2 separate regions of the Mus musculus genome follow, and region 2 is linked to region 1. A link is a contact called in public HiChIP or PLAC-seq data. All regions are on one chromosome and are shown on one strand. Each heading gives the region's core, a stretch centred on a gene start, on an enhancer-like site or on the middle of the called end of the contact. The rest is flanking DNA. Distances are from core to core; before and after follow the strand shown.

The links. HiChIP or PLAC-seq counts read pairs in DNA pulled down with a chosen protein or histone mark.
Region 2: an H3K4me3 HiChIP or PLAC-seq map of embryonic stem cells shows a contact between it and region 1, with 4 times the contacts expected there. The contact joins the promoter of Ppfia2 here to the enhancer-like site in region 1. A contact is called at or near these places in 9 of 39 promoter capture datasets (the 3T3-L1 cell line, 3T3-L1-derived adipocytes, the C10 cell line and 4 more) and 2 of 115 datasets of contacts at active chromatin or transcription factors (embryonic forebrain and embryonic stem cells).

Annotation. Positions count from the first base shown.
Region 1 is chr10:106,002,263-106,008,886 of GRCm38.p6, reverse strand. No RefSeq gene overlaps it. Among named protein-coding and RNA genes, the nearest start is that of Ccdc59, 160 kb to the right of the region's middle. Within about 2 kb of position 2,601, at least 25 of the 459 cell types and tissues checked have an H3K27ac peak or open chromatin away from gene starts, as enhancers often do. A contact at or near this core is called in embryonic stem cells, where this site is marked.
Region 2 is chr10:106,465,500-106,471,791 of GRCm38.p6, reverse strand. Ppfia2 (protein tyrosine phosphatase, receptor type, f polypeptide (PTPRF), interacting protein (liprin), alpha 2) reads right to left here and starts at 1,482. Exons shown (of 32, transcript NM_001205341.1): 1 at 1,201-1,482.

The DNA of each region.
Region 1 (6,624 bases), core at 1,352-3,851:
AATAAATTCTTCAGGGATGGTGTCTTAGTCAGGGTATCTATTCCTGCACAAATATCATGACCAAGAAGCAGTTGGGGAAGAAAGGTTTTCTTCAGCTTACACTTTCCACATTGCTGTTGATCGCCAAAGGATATTAGGACTAGAACTCAAGCAGGTCAGGAAGCAGCAGCTGATGCAGAGGCCATGGAAGGATGTTCCTTACTGGCTTGCATCCCCTGGCTTGCTCAGCTTTCTTTCTTTTTTTCTTTCTTTTTTTTTTATTGTCTTTTTTTTAATTAGGTATTTTCTTCATTTACATTTCCAATGCTACCCCAAAAGTCACCCAACCCCCCCCCCCACTCCCCTTCCTCCCTCTCCCACTTCTTGGCCCTGGTGTTACCCTGTACTGAGGCATATAAAGTTTGCAAGAACAATGGGCCTCTCTTTCCAGTGATGGCCAAGTAGGTCATCTTCTGATACATTTGCAGCTAGAGACATGAGCTCTGGGGGGTACTGGTTAGTTCATATTGTTGTTTCACCTATAGGGTTGCAGACTACCAGCCCAGGGATGGTCCCACCCACAAGGGGCCCTCCAGCTAGATCACTAATTGAGAAAATGCCCCACAGCTGGATCTCAGGGAGGCACTTCCCCAACTAAAGCTCCTTTCTTTGTGATAACCCCAGCATGTGTCAAGTTGACACACAAAACCAGCCAGTACAGATGGTTAGAAAAAAGGAAAGCGAAAATTCAAACACACACACACACACACACACACACACACACACACACACAATGGTGGAAACAAAGCAGGCTCCAAGTATTTCACATATACACATATATACATGTATACACACAGTTGGTAGATGGAGCATGCTCCAACAAATACTTCTTTTTTAATTCCATAGCTTATATATCTCAGCAAAACCTTTCACATAGTATATAATTACAGTGCTATTACATTCTTTTTTTCTTCTTCTCGCGAATGACTATGCAAAAACAGTATCTTCCCCAATACCTTTACAAGAAATAACATTAGGTAGTACAGGCAAAGAAAACAAATTATTGCCAGGAACCTATGTACATTTGCAACTAAGCAACTTGTTAAAGATTAGCAAAGTGTGAGCAAGGAAAACACTTTTCTCAGCCAATTTCTCTTACTGGAAGGCAAAATCTGTGGCTGCAAAGAAAAGATTAATTATTTTATTATTTATCTTTAAAGGCAATCTTATATGAATCTGTGGATGGGCCTGGTGCTGTTTGTAATTTGATGCTAATTCTGCTTTCCTGGGAGGGGCTTTGTAAAAGGAGTGAGTCACCTACTCAGGTGACTTCTTATGAACCAATCACCTAGTGAATAAAGGAGCCAATCTTTGGGCGAGTGGGAGGGACTTCCAGGTTGGACAGAGGAAGAGAAGAAGCAGGAGAGAGTTAGGGGCTTTTGGAACCAGGATAGCATAAGGGCAAGATATAGCTGTTACAGTTTCTTGGAATCATGTCAGATCCATCAGGATTTGCCACCGGAGGAATCTGATGTATAAGGTTTACAAGATTCGGTTTAGTTGTTGCGTCCAGAGATTGATTTACCATTGTTTCTAAGCTAAATTTGTGTGTTCTTTTTCTTCTCTCAGCGATTCGACTGAGTTCCAGAGAGAAAGGTACAGCAGCAAAGCGTGGGTTTGCCTGATTGGCACCACAAAGGCTGCGGGGGCTTTGAAGCATGGATGGGGCTGGCATGGTAACTATGTGCCAGTGAGAACCTAGTGAGCTGGGTGGAGACCCTTGGGAGCTCTGAGTCAGAGATTCTCAACGAGGCAATAACAAGTCAAATATTGCCTGCCAGTGGCTTGGCCCGCCATAGGGCTGGCTTGACAGTGAAGGGAATTCGGGAGCTCCGGACCGTAGGAGAGTTGGCGGGCAGAGAGTAGCCTGGCAGGACTGCGCCAGGACAAAGAGTGGCTGGCAGTTGCGAGGAAAACCTGCTGGTCATTTTTAATATCTTCCACAACATGAATCTTTTAAAAAAAAAAAAAAGTCAGAAATCTGAACTTCTATATAAGAAACAATGTCACTCCTGCTTTAAATCCTCAGAATGCATATCTACTAATCAACAATTTTTATTAAATCATATCAGAAAGCTGATAGTAAAAATGGGCATAAGAAATCAATCATCACCAGTCTAGTCTCAGTGAGAATCATGTCAGCCATTGTTCTTATCCCCACTCCAGTTTAACTGTTAAGAGTGTGCCTTTCTGAACTTCAAATGATTCCCTAAGATTGCTATATCAGAGCCTGTATCAAAAACATCACTAACATTTTTTTTAATGCTTTCTAAGGGTAATGGTCATTACTGACAATATACATGTCTAAATTCTTTCCTAGGGTGGTGATTGAATCATTCATTTGCCCCAGTAGCAATGCCTGAAAGAGATCCAGCACTATTATTGTGAGTGCCAGTGATACTGCTCAGGGAAGAGCTGGAAGCCTCCTTAAAGTTTTCATACAATTCTTAAACTAAGAGGGATGTGAGGGAAACAAGCAGAGCAGAACTCCACAACAGCATAATGTCCTTGGGGTCTTGACTGTCTGAGACACACCCAATCTTGCTGTGCTAACTGGGTGGGTCACATTCCAGGCATTCTAAAGCCTTTGTCATTCCTCCTGCATGGCCCTTGGCAGTCTATATAGACTACTTCTCTCTACCTCCTATCTGTTTGTCTCTGTAAGCATCCTCCACACTAAGTCCTTTTTCTCTAAGCTGCTACAACCACAGGACATTAGACTTAATTCTCATGATTCTATAGAAGGACATGCTTGACCACATCTCCTAGTTCATGATGTTGATCACTTCATTCTTTCTGATTATGATGGTTAATGCTTATTGTCACCCTGCCTAGATTTAAAAACATTTAGAAGACACCACTTAGGACATCTTTGAAGGAAATTCCATAAATATTTATCTGAGGAGGGAAGACACACCCTAAATGTGAATGTCACACTCCCACGGACCAGGGTCCTAGATTAATATAGATGGAAACTAGAGGAAGCTAACTACTTAGCGATTGGCTACATCCACTCAATATGTGAGCCAAAATAAATCTTTCTGTCCTTAAATTTGTCTTGTTAGACATTCAGTCATAACAATAAGAAAAGTAATTAATGCACTAGCCTTGTTAACACCTTTGCAATAGCTCAAAACTCAACTTGCCATTTTGCATTACTGCTCATATATTCTAGTCTGTTCTCATGCCATCCCCATCTCAGGCATCAAAGGCTTATTGCAATTACAGATAAGCCTCAAGGGCCTTTTAAAAATGCTTTAACTTCCTCTTTAATTTATACTAATCTCCCTCAACAGAGAAATTGCCTATGTATCTACCAAGTTCCTAATTTATTAGTCCACTTTCGGATAATCAGCATTTATTATCAGATTTTAATAATTGATGAAAATGACTGTCCTGAAGGAAGGAAGAAGAAACACCTCCTACGTGCATTATGTATCCTTACAGTTCTGTGTGTGCCTCAAGAAAGAGAAGCATATCGATTCGTACACAGAAAAGGGGAGAACTCAGTGCTACATCACCCTTGAGGCTGCTAAAGCAAACACCACAGTGAATAAATGTCTTGCTTCCTTTACCTTTTGAATGTCAGTGCTAGAGAGCCAGCAGAAGATGCCCAAGGTTTATATCAATATCTCCTCGTTGCGAAGGTCCATGTTTTATTCTGAGAGAATGTCATAAAAGCAAATTTACCAAAGCATATTTTCTTGACAAATATTGGTAGCACAACAATTTATGACTCTATTTTCCAGAAGTTTGTTTATGAATTGTTTCTTTAGAATTTCATTTTCCAAGAGAAGTATTGTTGTGAGTTAGCATATACTTGACAAATATCAGTTCACCACACTGTGGCTAAAAATAAAACTAACAGCATATTTCAACTACACAAAGCCTCCATTCAGTTCTTAAAGCAATAGACATTTCACATTAAGAACTGGGTGACAGAAATATATTACCTCTAGTAAAGATACCGGATTATTTAATGTTAGAGAAGACAAAATAGAAAACATAGATAGATATATTAAATACATAGATTGATGATAGATAATGATAGTTATGTTCACAGATACATAGATAGGTGGTTAATGATCAATGATGGATAGATAGATAGATAGATAGATAGATAGATAGATAGATAGATAGATCGGAAGGGCAAGTATCTTTCCATTTATCATTATGCTTCTGAGGCATACTTCATTTTCAAAATCTGACTCAATTGCTAGCTGACATAAAAGTATATTGTGTTATATGCAGTGGAAGCTTAGTAGTTAATAATTGAAGGCTGCTTCCAGTTTCTGTCTGTACCTAGAGCAGATCCTCTGCCACAGGGCTCCATACCCAAATAGTGCTAGGAGGAAGCAAGCCTCCCAGGAGGGCTGATCGGGCTGTGAGTGCAGGTAGGACCACTACTGGTGCTCAGAGGAACCCATCCAGAAACCTTGGGACACAGGAACAAAAGAGCTGTCTGGGAGAGGCATCTTCCTATTTCTGTCTCTGCCCAGAGCAGTCTGGGCCACAGAGCTACATACACAAATACAACCAAGAGAGAGCTAGTCTCCCAGGAGTGCCTACATACCTGCAAGCACAGGTAATACCACAAACTTCTCTTCAAATTCCTGGCCCAAGAGGGATCCTCCCAGAGCCATCAGGACACAGGAACCAAGAATCAGCTGGTGACAGGATCTTTCTGGTCTCTGTCTGTACCCAAGAGCTGACCCTGTACCACATCTCTCCATATCTAAATTCCTCTCGGAGAGAACTGGTCTCTCAGGAGTACTTACACAAAGGCTTACAGGACAGATAAGCCACAGTCAGAGACAGCAAGACCAGCTAACACCAGAGATAACCAGATGGCAAAAGGTAAGCATAAGAACATAAGCAACAGAAACCAAGACTACTTGGCACCATCAGATCCTAGTTCTCCCACCACAGTGAACCCTGCTTACCCCAACACACCAGAAAAGCAAGACTCTGATTTAAAATCATATCTCATGACGATGATAGAGGAATTTAACAAGGACATAAATAACTCCCTTAAATAAATACAAGAGAAAACAGGTCAACAGGTAGAAGACCTTAAAGAGGAAACACAAAAATCCCTTAAAGAATTATAGGAAAACACAACCAACCAGGTGAAGGAACTGAACAAAACCATCCTGGATCTAAAAATGGAAATAGAAACAATAAATAAATCAAAAGGGGAGATACTGGAGATAGAAAACCTAGGAAAGGGACCAGGAGTCATAGATGAAAGCATCACCAACAGAATACAAGAGATAGAAGAGAAAGTCTCAGGGACAGAAGATACCGTACAAAACATTGACACAACAGTCAAAGAAAATGCAAAATGCAAAAAGTTCCAAACTCAAAATATCCAGGAAATCCAGGACACAATGAGAAGCACCTAAAGAAACATTCAACATCCTTAGTCATCGTGGAAATGCAAATCAAAACAACCCTGAGATTCACTTCACACCAGTTAGAATGCCTAAGATCAAAAACTCAAGTGACAGAAGATGCTGGTGAGAATGTGGAGAAAGAGGAACACTCCTCCATTGCTGTTGGGATTGCAAGCTGGTACAACCACTCTGGAAATCAGTTTGGTGGTTCTTCAGAAAATTGGACATAGTACTACCAGAGGGCCCAGCTATTCCATTCCTGAACATATACCCAGAAGGTGCTCCAACATGTAATAAGGACACATGCTCCACTATGTTCATAGCAGCCTTATTTATAATAACCAGGAAATGGAAACAACCCAGATGTTCCTCATCAGAGGAATAGATACAGAAAATGTGGTACATTTACACAATGGAATACTACTCAGATATTAAAACCAATAACTTCATAAAATTCTTAGTCAAATGGATGCAACTAGAAAATATCATCCTGAGTGAAGTAACCCAATCACAAAAGAACACACAAGGTATAGACTCATTGATAAGTGGATATTAGCTCAGAAGTTTGCAATACCCATGATACAATTCATAAACCAAGTGAAGCTCAAGAAGAAGGAAGACCAAAAGTATGGATACTCTGATCCTTATCAGAAGGGGAAACAAAATACCCATGGGAGGAGATACAGAGACAAAGTGTGAAGCCAAGACTGAAGGAAAGACTATCCAGAGACTGCCCCACCTGGGTATCCTCCCCACACACAGACACCAAACCTAGACACTATTGTGGATGCCAACAAGTGCTTGCTGACAGGAGCCTGATATAGCTGCCTCCTGAGAGGCTCCGGCAGTGCCTGATAAATACAGAGGTAGATGCTCTCATCCAACCATTGAACTGAACACAGGGTTCCCAATGGAGGAGCTAGAGAAAGGACCAAAAGAGCTGAAGGTTTTTACAGCCCCATAAAAGGAACAACAATATGAACCAACCAGTACCCCCAGAACTCCCAGGGACTAAACCACTAACAAAAGAGTACACATGGAGGGACCCATAACTCCAGCTGCATATGTAGCAGAGGATGGCCTTGTTGGACATCAATGGGAGAAGAGGCCCTTGGTCCCAAGAAAGTTGGATGCCCCAGTATAGGAGAATGGCAGGACAGGGAAGTGGGTGTGGGTGGGTTGGTAAGCA
Region 2 (6,292 bases), core at 233-2,732, 460 kb before region 1:
TAATTAAAATCCTATGAAGAGTATTTTATAGAACCCTGGCACAGTGCAGGTATGGTTATCCAGTATCTTGTGTATTGCACCCAGATATATCACATTTTGCTTTTATAGCCATTTTTGGAACTAAAATTGCAAACATTACACCATCACTGAGAGACGAGTGAGCTCACAGTTTGCTGAGGTAATTTGCCTTTTCATTATCCCTCTTTTATGTCAATGTGAAATATAATTGCATTAACCTCATCTAGATAGAGATGACTTGACACGTAAACTATTGAAGGTTTCAGGACCCAGTTTCAGACAGTGTAAATTTCATTTTTAAGAGAGAGAAAAATAATAACCCTGATTGGTTTAATTATCTCAGTGCTTAAATTTAGCACGAATAATTTTATATCAAGAAAACCAACTCCCACGCTGTCAGGATATAACCTTGACTGTCTTCTAAACCTCTCAGAATCCAAAATAAAAGTTTTGAATGCCCAGTGGAGTCATTCAGCAAGAATTTTGAGATCCAGTGTGATCCTTGGTAATATGTGTTCTTAGGAGCTATACCTATTCAGACAAGAACATTCCAAAAGACTTTTATTTCTGTAAGTCGATAACTTCATTTAATTATATTTCTAGAAATTATACACTACCACAGGCAAAGAAGCAGTCGTTCTCTGTAACAAGTTTCTTCTTCGGCAAAGGCTTACTTAGTCTTCGGAACCCTCCCAGCTCTGTCTCCGTTAAAGGAGTAATTCAGTAAGAGAAAGCCTAGCCATTGTCTGATTACATTACACGAATATTTCTCCTCCTCTTTAACTCTTTGAAATCCCCTGTCCTCGGGAAATATTCCTACCATGTCTAATGGAAGCATTTTCACTTTCTTTACCTCTGTGCCTGCTCGGATGGTCAAACAGCAAGCGTACCCCACACTGCTGGACAGTTACTGCTCAGCCACACCCCCACCACCCCGAAAGAAGTTGACTTCATAATTTCCACACTAAAATTGTTCATCAGCCCCAGGAGAGAACGAGCTAGGCAGGAGCTAGAAAAATCGGGGATGGAGAAGATGGGTGGAAAGCAAAGGTAACTAATACCCACAAGGAGGACTTTGCCTCTCCTCTTCCCTGGGGGCGGGGTGGGGCTGGGGAGGTGGTCAAGGGGGGAAAAAACCCGAAGCGGAAGAGAAACCATGCAACTCGAATACAGTTTCTGTACCTAATGTCTCTTATTTCAGGTCCTGTTTCTTCAATTGTCAATGACAACCGCAGTCTCGGCTGGAGGAGAGGTGAGGCTCACACCCAGCAGTCCTGGACCATTTCCTTAGCAACGGGAGGAGAAAGACAGCTTAGACACTCGCGAGCCCCAGCGTTCTCTTGGAACGTGCCCTGGCTTCCTAACGTGGCAGCAGTTCGGCATCTTCCCGTGGCTCCGTCAGCAGCCAAAAGGAGAAAGGTCCATCGGAAAAATGGCATATTACAAATTTTGCTTTGGGAAGCAGGGCTCGGTTCAGACCATTGTCAAAGGGAAGAGAGGGGGAGGCGGTTCTTAAAGCAGCCGCGGTCCCTTTGCCGCCCAAGCAGCGGCAGCCGCCGCCGCCGCCGCCACTTTCGCGTGCAGCAGGAGCCCCGGGGCGGAGAGATGGTAATCCGGGACTGGATCTGACTTTCAGAAACTTAACGTAGCATAACTTCTCCCCTTGGCATCCCGGGCCACCCAGAGAGGGTGAAGACGTGTCCCTCCAAACAGGAACTTTGGGGTGAAGTGTGGGAAGTACCTATATGGAAGGGACATTCTCCACCCAATACCCCACCCGGAGCCCCTGTGAAGTTTATGGTAAATGTTGGGAGTTTGATGGTTAAAAGGAAGTGAGTCCCCTGGGGATGCTAGAAGCAGGACAGGTCTTCTCTGGGTGCCCAGCCTACTTCTATTCTAGGGTGTATCCTTTCACTTAAAGGAGGTGCTTCTTTTCTGGGAAGGTAAGCAGAAACACACACACACACACACACACACACACACACACACACACACACACACATGCACACCACCCACCTCCGAAGACACCCCCGCCCCATCATCGCGCGCTGCCTCCGCCCGCTGCAACAATTTTTTTTTCCTTCCAGTCCCTCTGCAATTCATCTGCTTGCATCAGTTGGCCGACAGAACCAACCTGCTGGGAACTGAGTGAGGATGCTACAGCATCTTCTCACTTGCCTAGTGCAAGCCTAGGATACTCCTCCTTCTGTGTCTCCTCCCCTCCTCCTCCTTGGCAATCTCCACCTCCTCTTCCTCTGGAACAAGGGCTTCCCCTGGAAGCTGCCGCAGTGGTTTCCACCGGCGGCCCTTAAATAAATTCTGAAGTCATCACGTCTTTTCTCTCCTCCTCACGCACACGCGCTCGTGGATACATTCCACTCTTCTCCCCAAAAGCTTCTCCGGGGCTGCTGAGGATCACTCTGGTCTCAATGCTCCTGATGAGGGCGAGGACCACGGGTGATCTAAAGTATAAATGGGTTCTCTTTGCCCTGCCTGCGCTTTTCCCACACAATCATCTTTACAGGAAAGCTTGTGTTGGCATGTGCTTTTGAGAACTGGGAACCTTCCTGCTCTGTGGCCTTCTGTGTTTGCTGTGGCTCTCTGCCGCTTTCTTCTCTTGAATCAGAGGCAAGGTAGTCAAGCTCACCGGAACCTGAATCAGTCTAGGGTGTGGCTGGGTCTGTCACTTTGCCTTACCTCTTCAGGTCGCCTCCATTCATTGCCTTAGCGCTGAGGATCTCATGTTAAGTGTTCCCTGTCTGCATGACTGAATTTCAGCTTTCAATAGTCTGGCAGCCCCAAGAACATGTTCTAGTCCCCAGAAACTTTCCCCTCCCCCATTTCTCCTCCTCCCTCAAGCATCTCTGTCTCTCTCTGTGACTCTCTCCCTCCCTCTGTCTCTTTCCTCCCTCTTTTCCCTCTCCCCGACCGTGTGTGTGTGTGTGTGTGTGTGTGTGTGTGTGTGTGTGTCCATTCATATAGATCAAGAATAAGGAGACACCAGTAGATAAAAACCAATACATTAAGGAAATGTTTGAGAGAGGAAGATACTGATGCACTAAAGGAACACAAAGAGAATTAAGCATCAAGTAGACATTGAATAGAAGTTACAGCAAGGGTCCAGAGTAAGCAGTATTAGAAGCCCCAAAGAGCAGAATCCAGATTTCACTGAGAAATGATGTGCACATCCTGACTCACTGAAGTATGATCACTAGATGAAGTTCTTTTGGGGGAAGAACTTAACTAGTTGATGACTCTACAGTAAAGTTTAAGATGAGCCATATGATTTATATCCCTTTCTCTCCTGGACTGTTATTCAAGTTTCGCATCACAATGTAAGAATTGAGTGTAAAAATATTAAACATTAGTAGATGAATAGTATTATTGTTATATGCTACATAAAGTACTATTTCTCAAACATGCTCACTTGAGTGTCCTAGTTCTTTGTAGATGCTGGGACTCTAAGCCTCGGGTGGATCCTGAGAGGCCACACTCTTAACAATGTCTATACAATACACTGCATTGGTGTGAACAAAATCTCCCCCCTCAAAGAAGCTGTGTCTGTTGAGACTAATGGACTGATTGGAATGTTCCAGGTCCAGAGGCTAATTATTTTGTCTCACGCTAACATTGGCCGCTAGGAACAGTCATTCCCTATCAAAATGGAGAAAGGTTCGTATAAGAAGTTTGCAAAAGCACTAGATTATCCCATTAGCAAGAACACAAGAAACACCATTGTGAATGTTCCTATAGCTTATTGTCCATCCAATTCAGCATACAATATATATATATATATCCAAGGCAGCTTCTTATAATGAACCTTGCTTGGTCTCAACCCCCATAGCCATGCATCCTTCAGGTCAAAGGTGCTGTCTGTCTCAACCTTATAATTCCTGAGAAGTTCCAAAATGATACTAGTCCAGCTATCTCAGCATCCCACATTGATAACCACTGCCTAAATATTCACAGAAATGTAAAAAAATAAAGGAGCTACTAAATATCCATTCATGAAGTGAAAAGTCTTTTTGTACTTTTTATTATATATGAACAGTTTTAATGTTAAGGCCATCACTGGCTTCCACTGATTTTAATAGATGGTAAATTAAACAGTATGGTGAACTAAAACTATCTCCATATAATTGTCTACATTTAGTAGTATTAGTGCATAAGATGAAAATATGAATTTAGTTCGTAGATACATATAGGATCATGGTCATAGATATATAATGCTTCTTTTGTACATTTTATTACAAATATTACTTTCTATATTTATTGTTTAAAAGGAGTATAGCACAAAACTACTTTTATGTATACTATAGTGGGTGATTTTTCAATTATACATGTCCTGAGTATCAAATGAAATAATAGTATTAGCCAGAATCTCTAAAGAACAGACCCAATATAATGAAAATACATAAATGGATTATAGATTGTGGTCTGGCTGGTTTTACAATGCCTGTCTCTCAATGGAAAGGCTAAGAATCCTGTATTCTTTGAGTGCACCAGGCTGTATGCGATGCCAAAGATATAAGTTCTGGTACCAGGAAAGGAATTTCTCAACCACAGGATAGATGAAACTGTCCATGAAAGAGAGAGCAAGCAGGGAAAGTATCAACAGCTTTGTGTTTCCTGGTCCTTTTATGTGGGCTGCTATCAGAAGGTATGACCCTGGTTTAATGTGTCTCCTCGAATGACCCAATCAAGAATATCCCACAGAGGTATATTCAGCAGCTTGGGTTATAGTTAATTCCAAATATGGTAAAGTTGAATATCAAGATGTCAACTTGTGAACTTGACAAACAAAATTCCACCTCTTTATGTCATACATAATTTCCAAATGAAAAAAATAGCCAGCATAATTCTACCTAGCATGACACATCTGTCCCACTTAGAAACCTCAAATGAGTTATATATTTTATCACAGGTGGCAATGGGCAATGTCCGCGGTGGAATGATTGGCCTTTTAGTACATTATATCTGCTGTGTGTGTGTGTGTGTGTGTGTGTGTGTGTGTGTGTGTGTGTATGTGTGTGTGTGTGTTTATGTATATATATATATATATATATATATATATATATGTATGTATATATATATATGCAATGTATATAGTATTTCAAACTGTGATGGAAGCACATTATTGCAATGTGCACTTCTGCATATGGTCATGTACCCTCTACTAGTGGCTATAAATACCGTCTTCTATTACACATTCTATTTTCTCCCACCCTTAGAAAGCGCCTCAGTAGTTCTTGAGAACTGAAAGGAGTGACTCTTACCTTCGTTCATGAAGAATTCAGATCTGTTGTGTCCTTCCTGGATTGGATTTTTTTAGTTCTCGATTGACTTTAAACACAATACATAACAACAAGAAATGCCCTAAAGGATTCTGTGCAGCTCCTGCATAATCTTCCTTATCTCCATTGCAAGGAAGCAACACAATTTTCCCATGCAGCATGCGTGCAATAGACTTTCCCATGGCATCCAGCTGTGTAAAGCCTATCCCCATAGAACTTCCTTGACTCCCCTGCAATTAATGTCTCTACCAAAGCAATGATGCTGGCAAGAAGTGTCCTCTCCTACCTTTAGCAATGCAGCTTAGCTTTTTAGAGACACTATACTGAAGTTACCATTCACCATGAGACCTTCAGTCTCCTGAGAAAATCTGATGATCGTGATGAGAAATATTCTGTAAGTTTTTCATAGTTTCTCTGTCTCTACTTTGAACTTTGAGATATTGAAACAGAAGGTCCATGAAATGCCCATAAAGCACTATGGTGTATCATGGCTTTGAGCCCCTTAATTCTGTTAAATCTTAAATTCCACTACAGTTCCTCTGCACAAGTCATTCGTAGAATCTCAATACTGGGTAGTTTGGATCAATAAATCCTCCTAACACTGTTATTCCTTTCTTAGCCTCTTGGGCTTAAGAACATCAGAGGCATAACCAGGGAAAGTAACCAGGGGAAGGAAGTCCATTGAACTTTTTATTCAATGGAATGTTTGCTTTGTCTCCTGGCAGGAGGACTCCCCTGTCAGGACCCAAAACTTCTAGGTCAGCAGAACTTAAGGCCACAGGAACAGGAAGCAAAATCTTTCATTGTACATCACTAGAGATGTTGTGATAGTGAGTTGGAACACTGCCAATTAGTGATACAAAAACAATTCATGATGTGTGCGAAAAATGTTTTATGTTAATGCTAATCAAGATGGATTCGAATGTATAATACAGTTTCATAAGATAATGCGCCAAAGAAAATAAGTAATTAAGGATAAG